3 separate regions of the Sus scrofa genome follow, and regions 1 and 2 are each linked to region 3. The links are chromatin contacts, called in public HiChIP or PLAC-seq maps. All regions are on one chromosome and are shown on one strand. Each heading gives the region's core, a stretch centred on a gene start, on an enhancer-like site or on the middle of the called end of the contact. The rest is flanking DNA. Distances are from core to core; before and after follow the strand shown.

Region 1 (2,700 bases), core at 34-2,533, 210 kb before region 3:
CTGCAGGGCCTGGAATTCCTGGGCTGCATTAAAAAGCGCCTGCTGAGGAAGCCCCGGAGCGTGTCGCTCTTCTCCAAGCCAGCGATCGAAGAGGTGGAGGCGCCCTCGAGCCTGAGCGAGAACCTCACGGTGTCCTACGAGCCCACGCTGGACTGCACCATCCGCCTGGGCCGTGTCTTCCCCAGCGAGGCCAACTGGAACAAGTGGGTCCACCTCTGAGGCCCCCGTGGCCCTCGCGACCCGCCTGTCCCTCTGCCGACCCTGAGAGAGAGTGTGCTCTCCTGGGGGGCCTCTGCCCACTGTGGGGTGCAGCCTGGCGAGGTTGGGGTGCAGAGGGCCCTGCCCCCACCCGCCAATTGTACAGAGACCCTGTGCCCAGCCTGAGGCCTCAAATGCTGTTTCCTGGCCCGGAACCTCCTGGAAGGAGGGCCACCTGCCCACCTGCCCCCAGGCCCTTCCCGGGCTGCCCCAAGGGACCTCGCTTCGTCACCTCCTCCTATTCCCGGGGCCTCGGCTGAGCCGCCCACCCAGCTCTCCGGAACCTGGGTTGTGGTGAGGTTGAGAAGCCCCCAGGGGGCCCGTCCTCCGAGGGCTTCCGAGCTGAGGCTGCCTTTCGGGAGCAGAGCCGCCGGCCCAGGCCTGGAGCCCTGTATGGACATCTGCTGGCCGGCGAGGGGCTGGGAGTTCAGGACACGGGGCTCTGCCCCGTCCACACACACCTCGCCCTGCAGCTTCCAGCCACCCCACTGCGGAGGACCCCCCCCTGCTCCCCAGAAAGCCCCCGTGGCCTGAGGGGCAGGGCCTCCCGGGGACACGTCGCAGAAGGGGGTTGTGTGCCCGGCGGAACCCCTGCCCTCCAGGCGGGGCTGAGCCTGCAGGCCACCCACAGGCCTCCCACCAGCTAAAAACGGGAAGTCCCGGGGTTTGTTTTGTTTTTTCAACCTTTTTCCTCATTTAAAAAAAATCCCCTGGCATGTATTTATTTTTTAATTAAAGTGAAGTAAAGTGTATTTTGTTCTCTGTGTTTCCTGAAGAATCTCTGATCCCCTGGGGGCGCCTTGTTTTCGGCCGCACAACAACCAGGAATGAATGTGGCCGGTAAAACCCAGGGAGAAAGCGGGGGCTGCGGCCGAGCTCAGCCAGCCCCAGGCGCAGCCTCGCCACCGGCCGCCACCTCTAAAGCCCTTCCTCCTGCCTGGCTGGGCCTCTTCCTCTCCCTTGACAGGTGTCCAGAAGCACCCAGCGCAGGACGGGCCTGAGGCCACTTGGCACAGTCTGCGATGCCAGCAGGCCACAGAGGACACGGGCCTGGGACATGGATTCTGTCCATGGCAGTTCCCTTTAGCTCACAACGGTTCTTTGTTTTATTTTGTTTTGCTAGTGGCCAACATTCTGTAAACATTGAAGATTTCCAGATTTTTTAAAAATACAGATTTCTATCTTGAAAGTTGGAGCAATCCCACAACACCGCACGTGACAGTCACGAGAATGGGACATGCCCCCACCAGGCCCGGTCGCAGGCCCACTGCAGCTCCCTCACTTACCACCTGCAGCGCCTGACCCGGCCTGGCTGGCAGCCCTTTGTTCCCGTCCTCCCGCCTCCAGGAACCCGGCCACTGGTCACCCTGGACCAGATTCCAGCGTGACAGGGGGCCAGGGGCGTGGGGTCCGGGGTCTCAAGGGTGAACCCCAGCACAGCCGAGACCCGACCCAAGTCTTCACATCATTTTCCTCTTCTTTTTTCATGTTTACTCAAATGTGAAAAAAATAGCATCTGAGGGGTTTTTTTGAAATCAAGTAGAATAACAGGTGTGATCGGCTTTGGAAACAGAAGATACAGAGGCTGATCCCGTGGGAATGCGCTAAGCGGTGGGAGGAAGGCAGCGGGGAGTCCAGGCTTGATGTTTCCGGCTCAGAGCCTTGGTTTTCTCATCTGAGAAGTGGGGACAGAACATCTCTCTCACAGGAGGACCAAGTGGGCCGAAGAACACCAAGGGCTGGCATATGGCAGGGCTCAGCCCAGCCCCCTTCCTTTTCCCGTCCCCCCAGGTTGGGCTCGTCTGTGGGCGATGAGACATAGAGGCGAGGGGTCTGCGCTTGAGTGGAAAGACGGGGCCTCTGCGATCTACGTTTCCACAGCCAGCATCCTGGGCAACCGACCTACACCTTCCCCCACCCCCACTTGCCCGTCCACCTGTCCATCCAGCCCCTCCTCTATTCACTGTCCCCAACTAAGGTGGCTCTTTGCACCCGGGGCTCCTGGAACCACAGCGTAGACCAGAAACTGAGATCAGACACCTTCAGGCAACACCGAGGAGAGGAAGGGGGCCTCGGCCACTACCAGGGAGGGGCAGGGACTATGGAAAACGAAAGTCGGCGTCCCCAGGAGAAAGAATTCACATTTAGAAGCAAAGGGCTTTTAAACATCAACTACCTAATAAAACGGGGGTGGGGGGCACTGAGCCCAGAGGAGCCATGTCCTGTTCACCCTGAGTGACAGCGGGGCCCAGACCCCTGCAGCTCCTCCCTTGGGTTCCCTGTCCCTCCCCTCTTCATTCTTACCCTTTTCACTCACACAATCCATTCCTTTTTCTTTTTAGGGCCACATCTGCAGCATATGGAGGTTCCCAGGCTAGGGGTCTGATCAGAGCTGCAGCTGCCAGCCTACACCACAGCCACAGCAACGCGGGATCCGAGCCG
Region 2 (2,700 bases), core at 1-2,500, 140 kb before region 3:
CCACCTGTTGATGTGGGTAAATGGTCAGATTGATTGCGTGTGCGGTTGGACCACAGGGCCATAAAGGCTCCTTTCACACGGGCGTCTGTGCAGCTCGGATTTTTGAAAAGATGTGGGAAGCCTCCTCCTGGAAGGAGAGCCTCGTGGGTTGAGTGTTCGCGTCGTCCCCAAATTCACACATGGCAGCCCTAACTCCCAGTGTGGCTGTATGTGGAGGCGGGGGCCTCTAAGGAAGTGGGGAAGGGTGGGATGGGTGTCCTTACAAGAAGAGACACAAGGGAGCTCACCCTCTCGCCCTCCGTCTACACACACCAAGGAGAGGCTATGAGGACACAGCAAGAAGACGGCCATCTGCAAACGAGGAAGCGGGTTCTTGCCAGGAACTTGGTCAGCCAGCCCACTGGGATCTTGGACTTGCCTATCTCTAGAACTGTGAGAAGAATGTCTGTTGTTTAAGTTGCCTTCTCAGTGGTATGTGTTGTAGCAGCCAGAGCTGACTAGGAGTTACAGCAGCAGCTGCGATAACAGGGTCCAGGAGGGCTTGCCCATCTCCTTCTTTCCCTGCAGGCTCCAGCTTTTCTCGGTTAATAGGAAAGCACTTTTCTCGCTGTCCCTAGTCTCAAATCCAGTGGGGAAGGGACACACGGGACTAAAAGCAAAGATCTAGGGACAGTGGCGTGTGGCGAGCATAAGACTGACCGGATAGTAGTCTTAGCATTAAGGAGTAGTGCCTCTTTCTTTCCTTTTTTGCTTTTTAGGGCTGCACCCACGGCACATGGAGGTTCCCAGGCTAGGGGTCCAATCGGAGCTACAGCTGCCAGCCTACACCACAGCCACAGCAACACAGGATCCCAGCGGCGTCTGCAACCTATACCACAGCTCATGGCAACGCAGGATCCTTAATCCACTGAGCGAGGCCAGGGATCAAACCCGCAACCTCATGGTTCCTAGTTGGATGCATTTCCGCTGCGCCACCATGGGAACTCCCCTCTCCAGGTATTTGTGTCCTGGTGTTTTCTGCCTCCTTTCCCAGGGGATCACATGACCCCATCCTAAGCCAATGTACGCTCTTCTCCAGGGCCGTATTAATTCATCCAAGTCAGCATATGTAGCCCAGTTAGAACCAATGAATCTCCAGTTTTTGATGAGACAATTAGGGCCAAGATTGCAGACTTGGAGCAGAGCAGATGTGCCCTCTGCAGCTGCTACAGATAGCTCATGGCCACAATGAGAGAACTTGCCACAGAATGTAGTCAACATTCAGGAAATGACCCAAGAGATTAACTGAGTCATCAGGAATCAGAACTCCTTGATCCAGCTGTGCCTGAAAGCCAGACATCTTAGTGAAATGAGACACTAAGTTCCCTTTTGGTTTCAGCCAAAAAGATCAGTTTTCTTTCACTTGAAACTGAAAGAGTTTTGACAGATGCATTACTGGATGCCCTACAAATGCTACAATGACCATCTGTACAAAGTGCCATGGGGACAGAAAAGAGGCAACTACTAATTACACGCCTGGAGTCGTGTGGAGGGGGTGTCGAGGGAAGGCTTCACGGAGGAGGGGACACTTGCATTGGACTCAAAGGATGAAGAGCAGTCCACCATGTTGGCAAGATAAGAGAGGACATTCCAAAGGTTTTCAAAAACGTGGCTGGGAAAACCAGGAAATACACCCCTACATCAGCTAAGGGACAATGAGAAAAATCACAATGGAAACGTTAGAAAGCATTCGGAACTGAGTGATACAAAAAGTCCATATCAAAACATGGGCATTGCTGCTCAAACAGTACTTAGAGGGAAATGTGCAGCCTTCAAAACTTGTACGTTAGAAAAGAAGAAGGAGTTCCCGTCGTGGCGCAGTGGTTGACGAATCCGACTAGGAACCATGAGGTGGCGGGTTCGATCCCTGGCCTAGCTCAGTGGGTTAAGGATCCAGCGTGGCTGTGAACTGTGGTGTAGGTCACAGACGCGGCTCGGATCCTGCGTTGCTGTGGCTCTGGCATAGGCCGGCGGCTACAGCTCCGATTCGACCCCTAGCCTGGGAACCTCCATATGCCGAGGGAGCGGCCCTAGAAAAGGCAAAAAGACAAAAAAAAAAAAAAAAAGACAAAAAAAAAAGAGTTTAAAATAAAATAAAATAAAATAAAATAAACCCTTAAAAAAAAAGAAGAGAAGAAAACCTAAAACTGAAAGTCTCAAACATCCCTCTCAAGAATTTGGAAAAAGAGCAACAAGATACATGCAGAACAAAGTAAAAGAAGGAGGGAGTTTCCGCTAGTATCCATGAGGATGCAAGTTCGATCCCTGGTCTCGTGCAGTGGGTTAAGGATCCAGCGTTGCCCTGAGCTGTGGTGTAGGTCGCAGATGCAGCTCCGATTGGACCCCTAGTCTGGGGACTTCCATATGCTGTGGGTGTGGCCCTAAGAAGAAAAAAAAAAAAAAAAAAAACAGAAAGAAAGAAAGGAAAGATAAAAGAGGAATAATCAAGATGAGAACAGACTGAAAGGGGAAGGAAGCCACCAGACCCCCAGCAGAGACACAGGGTTTCGGGGAATGAGTGCCCCATTGTGGGTGGATGAAGGGAAGTGGTGAGGCCATGGACAAGGCGAGGCAGTACCCAGAGTCTTAGAAGCGTCTCAGCAGGGTGGTCAGCTGAGGACACAGCGGGCCCTTGGAGACTTTTTGCAAATGAGGGATGAA
Region 3 (2,700 bases), core at 27-2,526:
CTGGCGTTGCCGTGAGCTGTGGTGTAGGTCGCAGATGCAGCTTGGATCCCGAATTGCTGTGGTTGTGGCTGGGCCGGAAGCTACAGCTCCGACTTGACCCCTAGCCTGGGACTCTCCATATGCTGTGGGTGCAGCCCTAAAATAAAGACAAAATAAATAAGACTCTTCACTTGGGATGGCGTTACAAGAGTGACTGTGGAGTCAAAACTGAATGTGTTATGGTTTTTGATGCATATTATTGTTTTCCTGAAGGCTCCTAGATTTCTGCCTGAGATGTGAGTAATTTCACTGCACCCCTGTCGGGGTTGGTATCATTGCTTCAAAGTTATTTTTGCCGATTTAATAGATGAACGTGGTACCCGCTGTTTCTTCTAGCTGGAACTCATTATCGACTCCGAAAGCGGCTTCGCGTCTTCCACAAATATCTTGAACCTGGTCGATCAGCTCAAAGGCAAGAAGATGAGGAAGAAGGAGGCCGAGCAAGTGCTGCAGAAGTTTGTACAAAACAAATGGCTCATTGAGGTACCTGGTCCCACAGATTCTCCAGCTTGGCTCACTTTTTGGAGGGAATCATCATCTTCCCTCCCCAACCACCCTGGATCCCACGCGTGTCTGTGGAGCCAGGCCCTTTCAGGCCCCTCATCTGCTTCGATGCCCACAGTGACCCTGCGAGGAGGCCTGGAACCTCCTGGTCACTCCTGTGACCTTGTCCAGGGTGCCCCAGCTGGAAGTGGCCAGGCCTGTGACCCGGGTCCACGGGCTGGAGGCAGTGTGCACGCTGGGTAGGGGTACAGCGTGAGCACCAGCCCTGGGCCCAAATCCCGGTGCGGGTGTCCCCCGTGTCCTCATGTCTACTGAGGGGAGTGGTGGCATCCACTCCAGGTGCGTCAGGTGCCTGCTGCTGGCCCCTCAGGAATCGCTGTGACGGCACGGTTCTCAATGGCAGCATCACACTCTTCTGGACCCGTGCTCTTGGGTTCTTGCACTTAGATGGCGGCCCTTGAGGCGAGGAGCTGGAGGGAGCCGGGAAAGGTTCAAGCTTCTAGACGCCCTGCGTCTAGTTCTGTCAGCTGGAGCAGTCAGATGTCTCCGCTCTTTTTCCACAAACGCACCCCCGTTTCCAAGAAACCCAAGCCGGACGTGCTTAGCGCCGCCCTGGGTCCCACAGCCCTGCCCCTCCGCTGCCCATCTGGGCGGGACGTGCTCAGCTGGGCCCTCGACTTCCTCACTCAGCGGTCAGGCCCGAGGCTGGAGGCTGCTGCTGTGGTAACGCCATGCTTCACTTCCCTTCTGGGGAGAGGTCCCCTCTGGTGTGGTGACAGCAGTGCTCTGAGTGGTCGATCTCTTGGTGGAGGGGACCCCGGCAGCCTGACCAGAAATAGTCAGTTCCTGAGGGACTTTGCTGATGGGAGGAAAGGTCTGGCGAGGCCACAGCGGCCAGGTCAGGGGTGGCAGGTGGGGGGTGTGCCAGCATCTCTGGGCACGTCTGCACCTCAGGTCCTCCCGGCCGCCCTGTGACGACACGGAGCCCCTTAGCTCTGTTCCGTGGCCGAACCACGGCAGCCCCATGATCTGGGTGAAGTCCCACAGCCGGCAAGTGGCAGGGCCATGCTCAGCCCCCAGCTCGGGTGACTGCAGGTCCCTGTCAATTGCTTTGTCACAGTTTTCCTTCCTCTCTGGGGTGGATTTGGCAACACGGAACGTTCTGGGGCAGCTCGGGTCACAACCCCACGCTCTGTCCTCGGGCAAGCTCCCTGAGGGCCAGGCCTGCGCCCTCCTCGTGGCTGCACCTCAGTGCTCCTGAGGCCCTGGTAACTGCTTCCTGAACGGGGCGGGAGGATGGAATCCCAGAGGAACGCAATGTATCTAAAACATACCGAGGCAGTGACACCGGAAATCCTTGTAGATTGGGAAGAAGCGGTGTTTGGATGGGGGATCACGTTGCTGAGAACACGTGTCATCGTGTCATCCTCCCCCCGCCCACCGAGCTCACCCCCTGTGCCCTGCTTGGGGCCTGCAGGCGGTCGTGCATATCCAGCACGATGCTGTCACGTCACCGCGCAGGGCTGGAGGCTGTCCTTTGCTGCCCAGAGAGGGGACCAGGGAAGGAAAGAATGTGCTTCTGGGGGCTGCTGGGCTTGCCCTCGGGCCCAGCCTCCTGTCATCTCTGCTTCTTCCTCAGTGACATGGAGATGCTGGGGCCGCCTTCTCCAGGGGCGGCCCTGACCTTGGGGGAGACGGTGGCCTGGAGGCTCTGTGAGCTGAGCCCTGGCCCCCACAGCCCCACAGGCCTCAGGGGAGCCCCCTGGCTGGCTGAGCCCTCGGGCCTTTCGCGGACGAAGGAACAGGCCCGGTGCAGCAGAGGATGCGGTGGGCAGGCCCCCAGGTGCTCTGGCTTTGCTGCTGCCCGTGGCAGTGGCTTCTGGTCTCTGGGCCGTTTCCTGTCTGGAGGATGAGGACAGTGACGGCTTCGGGTGTTTCCTTCGTGAGGGCGGAGTGCTCTCTGAATGGTCAGCCTGGGGGTTGCCGTGAGTCCTGTGGCCCTCTGGAGGAACAGCTGAGGGACTTTGGGGTGGCTGCTGGCCGGTCCCCTGACCTGCCTTCCTGGGGCAGTACCTTGATCAGAGGGACCACGGCCTCTCAGAATGAGACTTTCCCCAGGAGCTGTGCTGTGCAGACTTTATTGGCCACAATGGGAGA

Evidence for each region. HiChIP or PLAC-seq counts read pairs in DNA pulled down with a chosen protein or histone mark.
Region 1: a contact with region 3 is called in an H3K27ac HiChIP or PLAC-seq map of alveolar macrophages. The contact joins two enhancer-like sites. A contact is called at or near these places in 1 of 5 promoter capture datasets (liver), 28 of 47 Hi-C or Micro-C datasets (adipose tissue, alveolar macrophages, blood and 16 more) and 2 of 2 datasets of contacts at active chromatin or transcription factors (alveolar macrophages and skeletal muscle).
Region 2: an H3K27ac HiChIP or PLAC-seq map of alveolar macrophages shows a contact between it and region 3. The contact joins two enhancer-like sites. A contact is called at or near these places in 1 of 5 promoter capture datasets (fetal liver), 3 of 47 Hi-C or Micro-C datasets (alveolar macrophages and blood) and 2 of 2 datasets of contacts at active chromatin or transcription factors (alveolar macrophages and skeletal muscle).

The regions. Positions count from the first base shown.
Region 1 is chr3:19,438,623-19,441,322 of Sscrofa11.1, forward strand. GTF3C1 (general transcription factor 3C polypeptide 1) reads left to right here. Exons shown (of 37, transcript XM_005662065.3): 37 at 7-1,020. The coding sequence ends at 219. Among named protein-coding and RNA genes, the nearest start is that of IL21R, 49 kb to the right of the region's middle. Within about 2 kb of position 1,284, at least 26 of the 83 cell types and tissues checked have an H3K27ac peak or open chromatin away from gene starts, as enhancers often do. A contact at or near this core is called in adipose tissue, alveolar macrophages, liver and 2 more, where this site is marked.
Region 2 is chr3:19,503,386-19,506,085 of Sscrofa11.1, forward strand. No RefSeq gene overlaps it. Among named protein-coding and RNA genes, the nearest start is that of IL21R, 16 kb to the left of the region's middle. Within about 2 kb of position 1,251, at least 4 of the 83 cell types and tissues checked have an H3K27ac peak or open chromatin away from gene starts, as enhancers often do. A contact at or near this core is called in alveolar macrophages, where this site is marked.
Region 3 is chr3:19,644,540-19,647,239 of Sscrofa11.1, forward strand. NSMCE1 (non-structural maintenance of chromosomes element 1 homolog) reads left to right here. Exons shown (of 8, transcript XM_021086448.1): 5 at 376-522. Among named protein-coding and RNA genes, the nearest start is that of KDM8, 30 kb to the right of the region's middle. Within about 2 kb of position 1,277, at least 18 of the 83 cell types and tissues checked have an H3K27ac peak or open chromatin away from gene starts, as enhancers often do. A contact at or near this core is called in adipose tissue, alveolar macrophages, liver and 2 more, where this site is marked.